Linked DNA regions of Sus scrofa: region 1 is linked to region 2. The links are chromatin contacts, called in public Hi-C maps. All regions are on one chromosome and are shown on one strand. Each heading gives the region's core, a stretch centred on a gene start, on an enhancer-like site or on the middle of the called end of the contact. The rest is flanking DNA. Distances are from core to core; before and after follow the strand shown.

What was found. Hi-C and Micro-C count contacts between places; a contact is called where the count stands out from the background.
Region 1: a contact with region 2 is called in a Hi-C map of embryonic fibroblasts, with 2.9 times the contacts expected there. The contact joins two enhancer-like sites. A contact is called at or near these places in 10 of 47 Hi-C or Micro-C datasets (brain, embryonic fibroblasts, fetal liver and 6 more) and 2 of 2 datasets of contacts at active chromatin or transcription factors (alveolar macrophages and skeletal muscle).

What each region holds. Positions count from the first base shown.
Region 1 is chr15:67,788,153-67,791,250 of Sscrofa11.1, reverse strand. No RefSeq gene overlaps it. Among named protein-coding and RNA genes, the nearest start is that of TANK, 180 kb to the left of the region's middle. Within about 2 kb of position 1,645, at least 48 of the 83 cell types and tissues checked have an H3K27ac peak or open chromatin away from gene starts, as enhancers often do. A contact at or near this core is called in alveolar macrophages, embryonic fibroblasts and retroperitoneal adipose tissue, where this site is marked.
Region 2 is chr15:67,250,940-67,254,103 of Sscrofa11.1, reverse strand. All of the region lies in intron 2 of RBMS1 (RNA-binding motif, single-stranded-interacting protein 1), which reads left to right. Among named protein-coding and RNA genes, the nearest start is that of ITGB6, 130 kb to the right of the region's middle. Within about 2 kb of position 1,458, at least 7 of the 83 cell types and tissues checked have an H3K27ac peak or open chromatin away from gene starts, as enhancers often do. A contact at or near this core is called in alveolar macrophages, embryonic fibroblasts and retroperitoneal adipose tissue, where this site is marked.

The DNA.
Region 1 (3,098 bases), core at 396-2,895, 540 kb before region 2:
ATCATGTATTTAATTTGAATTTCCCTAGTGGCTAATAATGTAGAACACTTTTCATTTGCTTACTTGCCATCCACATTTCCTCTCTGGCTAAATATCTGTTCAAGTCTTTTGCCCATTAAAAAATTGGGTTGTTTTCTTACTTTTGAGTTCTGATAATCCTTTACATATTCTGGATACAAGTCTTTGTCAGATATGTGATTTGAGAATATTTCTCCCGTTTTCTCATTCTCTCAACAGTGTCTTTCATAGAGCAGAAGCTTTAAAACGTGAGGTCTCAGGATTGGTCTTGAATATTCCATGTGGATGCTGGTTGATTCTCAGTCTCCCAGCTTCCCTTCATCTCATCCCCATATGTTTGGTCTCCGCATTGAATTCCCAAGATTCTCTCATACCACTTGCCCAAAGAGTTAATTCGAGCTCTTTATTATGTAATATAAAGAAATACTTGAGTTGCTTTTAAAATCAATTCAACATTTGGTAAGTTCGTTATGCTCTTGTATCCATACACATTTCTGAGTCATTCTATCTGGCAGGTAGACACGTGGTCTTCTTCACCTTGCTCTCAGTCAAACCTAGTATATCAGAAGATGTGAGTACCATCACTGTAAGGGATTTTGGAACCCTGGTAGTAAACATGTGGTCTGTGGATCAGCAGTGTCAGCATTACCTGGGAGCCGGTAAGGAATTCAGACTCAGACCCTACCCTGAGCCTAAGAGTTAAAATCTGCATTTTAATGAGATCCCCAGGTGCACATTAACGTTTTCTAGCACAGCTGTATAGCTCATCTGGTTCTCACTCTTATTTTCCAAACAAAGAAACTGAGGTCCGAAGAGATCAAGGATGGACCCAAGGTCAGAGGCAGGTGGTGCTAGAAGCCAGGATGAGAACCTGGCCCTCTCAATTCAAGGCCAGTGTGCTCTGCATGGCACCACCTGCCTCCAGCATTTTGAATGACAACGACAGCCTAAGCTTCTCCCCCATCCTTGGCCATGCGTGGAGCATCAGCATTTGTCTTGATGTGGTCTTGTTCCAAAAGACTCCCTTCACTTCTTATTTCCAATATCCCTTAGGATTATCCAACTTTCAAATTGCAGGCTTTTGAATTTTCCTAATGAAATGAACTAAACACTCTTTGGGGGAATAAAATGATTTTTCCCCTTGCATTTGTTTACTTCTCTGTAAGCTCCTGAGATGGCTTACATGCTAGTTGTTAATCACACCATCTGTTCCAACAGCACTTCGAAATCATTTGATTCATACTTTTCTTTTTAAGGAATTTTTTTTTCTAGAACAATATGTTTATGTCTGTGTTACTCCCATCATTTGGCAATGCAGTATGAGCTATTTAAACTTTCCTATTTATTGTAAATGGCTTTTCAATCAGCAAATATTTTTTTAAATGTGCGTACACCACAAAAAACTGTGTCTACTGACTTTTCAAACATTGGAAACAGTAGAAAAATCTGTTTCAGTCTGTCTGTTGTCAAATTTTTAACCATCTGATTATATTTAAATGAAGCGTTTGGGAGGATGATTTATCTGAATGACCCTGAGAAATTTTCCCCATTGGCCCTGAAGATGGCAGTGCTGTGCAATTTAGCACAACCCTTCACTCCCCGCCTCCACCCCTCAAAAGGAATTTCTGGAATGGGCGAACTGGGGGAGGATTCGCTAAATCTGAACCTTCTAACACTTAGCATAAACCTCTTCTGAACCCTGGGATAATTTGGTTTATCTTTTGCTCCTTTTGTTTTTGTTTAAAGCTGTACCCCATGCATTTCCTGTTTCCAGCCAGGATCAGAAATGGAACTAGTTTAAAGGTTATTCCCATATCACGGGTAACCAGGAAGTGCCTATACAGTTTACTGAGAAGCTGGTTTTCACAAGGCCGCTTGGCTTTAAAAAAAAAATTTTTTTTTTTTTTTTTAAATCCCAACAAAGGCTCAACCCAAGATAAGCAGATAAGTGGGAACTAAGAATACCAGAGGTTTTGAATGCCTACTGGGACCACATCTCTGGGAGCTTGCCACTGCTGTTTTCCTCTTCTCAACAACGGAGGCCTGCTGTCACATTCTTTAAATTTCGTTAGCAGGATCTGGAACAGGGGTTTAGAGGGACACATGCTCAGGCCCCGGGCAGTATAAATTTCTGGCTCCTGTCATTGTTAAGGTATGGGCACAGAAAGAGAAGAGGATGAGAGTGTGTAGATATATCCTACTTACTTTTTGAGACTTTCAAAATTTGGTGACAATTCTACTCCCCAGAAAACATTTATTAAAGATGTAATTATGTGAAAGGCATTATGTTAAGTGCTGTTATAAAGAAGAGCCAGCAATATTTATGTGCCACAAGTCAGACCCTTGCCAAATGCTTTAGCAACTTTTCATTTAATCTTTACCAGAATGGTGTGAGGCAGACACTATACTCAATTTTTTTTTTTAACATGTGGAAGCTGAGAGACAGGGAGGTTAGTAAATGTGCTAGGTCATGCAACTTGAAAATAAAATTGCTGAGATTCAAAGTCAAGCCTCCTAAACTTAGAACCTGTACAATCAATTGTTGCCTTGTATTTTGATTTATAGATGATGACATAGCATAGACATCAAACTCTCAAGTTAGAATTAGACATATTTGATACCCATTTAAGGATGTCAGAGAAGGGGAGACTAGGTCTCAGGAGTATTTTCCTTCTGCTAAATGTGACACAGTTGTAAAAAAGCCAGACCTTCAGTGAACATGTATGCCATTTGGTTGGGGAATCAACATGTTCCCCAAGGTGGAACAGCACACCTAAATGACTCAAGATGTCTTTTCCCAGTGTGATCTATTCAGAAAATTTCTAGGGCAGAGACTTGCTAATAAAACTATGGAGGAGTTCCCTGGTGGCCTAGTGGTTAAGGACTTGGATTCCATCATAGGTCAGGGAACTTCTGTATGCCATGGGTGCTGCTGAAAAAAGAAAAAAATCAAACCAAGCCAAAACAAAAACAACTAGGGAGACCAAGTATACCCAGTTGGAACTGTAGTTTTAGACACCCCGGGATAAAACACACCATAATTTTCAAACCGTTTTTTTTTCCTCAGTGTTTTGTACCAT
Region 2 (3,164 bases), core at 209-2,708:
TAACTCGCTTTGGGTAGAGGTTTGAACTAATTTGTAGTCTCAGCAGAAGTATATCAGATTTGGTGACCATTCCAAATGATATTTTTTACATCTACCTGGATCCTCTCTGCCAGCCGTGAAGACCCTAAAAAAGAAATCATTCAACCTGGCTTGGAACGCCTGGCGGGATGACTCCACCTGATACATGTGCCCTCTAAAGGAGAGGGCACCAAGAACGGTGGACATCACGTGTAGTTGTACACATGCATAATGAAGATCCTGGGGGAAAGAGTCCTTCTTGACTGGGAAGTTTTTAATTGGCATGGCTGCCTGGGATACAGTTACATCAGGATTGCAAGGCCAATTAGCCCAGGGCTTAGGAAGATCCAGCCTGTGCCTTCTGCACCTGAGGAGAACAAATGAAAAGGAACCTCGAACACGCACACCTTAGCTTTCCTTCTTTTCATTTGGCAAGAGAAGAGCCAGATCATGTCACAAAATTGATTGTCACTGTTGTCTCCAGCACATTACCATTTTTCACATACAGCAATTTAAACAGTTCCCTAGGAGGTTGCTGTCCTGTAATTGTCATGTCCCAGCCTCGCTGCTTGGCTGTAACAATAAGAGAGGCCCAGCCACTTGATGAATTGGATGCTCCTGGACATTCGTGCTGCCTTCTTTCTCCCTGCAACTCTGTATTCTGAGTAAAGCCTGACAGTACTGCAAATCCTTAAATGCCTTTCCCTTTTTTATCACTTGGTTGATTAGTTTGATAATAAAATACCTACATTAAAATATATATATATTTTCCCAAAAATAATGTCTTATACATTCTCTCATCCTCTCTGCAGGCAATGAAGAGGTCACATGCCATTTCTTCAGAAACTACTCGTTTCTCTCCACTGTCCCTATGTATATAAATCATATTCTTTAGATTCTAGGCATTTCTTCCTCTTTCTTCTGCATGGAGGATTGAGGTAGAATTTAATTATCATAATTTTGCTTTTTGTTAGGTGATTAGCTGGAAAGTTTTTGGACCTTTTTATCTGAAATAAGTACCTTTTGTTTTCCCCATTCCAGGGTAAAGTCTGAGATATACATCATAGCTTTCTTATTTGGCTGAAAGACTATAATTTGGGGTTGTATTTTCCCCCAAATCATCTCGAGTCTCTGCTTTTCTTAGTATAAATTTTTAACTTGTGCTTTCAGCTTAGCCTGGAAGGGTGACCAAAAGGATGAACTTTGGATTTAAATGTTTTGTTTCCCAAAAGAAGTTTATGCTGCCTTATTTCTGCGGCCCAATCCACTCTTCATGGCCCAGGTCCAATCTTGGCTTTCTTTGGTAACAATAATCTTTTCCCATTTCAGCCAACTAGTTTCCTTAACACACATTTTCACTAGAAGTGGCTACCCAGTGAGCTGCAGGCAGACGCTGACTCAGATTCATTTTTTTTTAACTGAGCATCTACCAGAGATCCTGCGTGCTGTGGAAAGATGAGTCACTTTTCCCCTTAGCGTGAGTTTCCTTCCTCTGTAATATAGGACCAATCTCCATTGCTGGATTGTCATGAGGCTTTGGAGAAGATATGTGGGTGAAAGCCCTTAGAAACTGTGACAGTTATTTAAAAAGTTTATCCTGGCAATCAGGCACTTGTCATGGCTTCTCTCCTGGTTCTTACCGTAACTGCCTACATGTCCATTGTACACTCATTAGAAATATAAATTCCCCATTCATTAGCTCACTGTTTATTCCAGCTTGTGTTGTTGAGGACCTTAAGTGCCTTTCTACATCTTATTCTCCTGTTCTGCAACATCTCCTTATGCAATGCTGTGTCAGAGAATTGGAAATCTCGAGGTACTGTAGGTAATTGTTCTATGAGCAGTAATGGATTCCTCGTGGAACAGGATGAAAATATTTATAGAAATGAGCCCTCAAAATAATCGTCATTGCCCAATGATACAGGCATCTCGTTACACACGGTACTAGAATAGGTGCTGTATCCCTCAAGTTTTCATCTGCTTAAAATGAATGCACTTCCTGTCTCTGTTTCCTTTAAGGTTCACCATTCAGGGCTCATGCTGGAGAGTTGCACAGTTTCACTGGTCAGCTTTAAAGATACTGGTTCGTTATTATCTCCTGACTTTTCATTGCAGCTTCTGTCTGATTCTTCTGATTGAGCATCTCTTGTGTTTTATGCCCAGCACCTAGAAGGAGATTTAGTTTTTCATTTACTGAACCTAAAAGGGCTTATTCCTGTCCACACCCCATACCCTGCGTCAGTTGCATATATTTCCATCCCATCCCATCCCATCACCTTTGTAAGTGGGGTGCATGGTTTGGGAAAGGCCCGGAATCAGTTCTAGGAAGCCAGCTGCAGATTCAGGCCATTTCCTGCTTTCTTTCTGAGTCAGGGTGTTTGGAAGAGGAAACAAGCAGGGACTTGGAGCAATCAGTGAGCCCAGGGTAGGGCTGGATGTAAAGGGGCAGTTATAGCTTTCCTTTGGATACAGTTTGGAGCTGGTGTTGGCCTGGTGGGGGCCAACCCAGGTAAAAGAAAAACAAATATTTTGATAAGTTGAGCTCTGAACAGTTTAATAGTGGAAAAGGGTACTTAGTATTGACTTAAGACTTGGTCTTGTATTTTACACATGTTCTGGAACACATCCCATGTTCCTTACAAGAGAGTGGGAGCTTGTATCATTAGGGTCATACTATAGATTATATGTAAAATGTATTTTGTCAAATAAGCACCAGAGAGATAATCATGTCACATTCCTCAGTCCTCCTGTATTCTCTTCTATTCCCTCTTTTCACCCTCAGGTCAAGTTCAAAGAAAGCTTCCCACCCTCATCACCACCCATCAGTGCCTGGAATGGGGTCTGGGAAGAGTGAGTTTACCTCCCCCTGGGTAGGAGTTATATTTGAATCTCCTGTTAATGCCAGGGATGTTAACACTTACTCTTGAAAGCACCACAAACTTTACACTTACCTGGAAAGAATGTGGGGTGTGTGTGTGTGTGTGTGTGCGCGCGCGCGCGCGCATGCATAATGTATGTGTTTATACATGTAAAGCTGTGTTATGTGAGGAAACTTTCTTGTTACTTCTTTAACACCACGTCTTCAGTCTAGGGTGATTTTCTAGCATCACTGGTTTTCTGGCTCCCTTTAAAGGATCCCTTGCAGA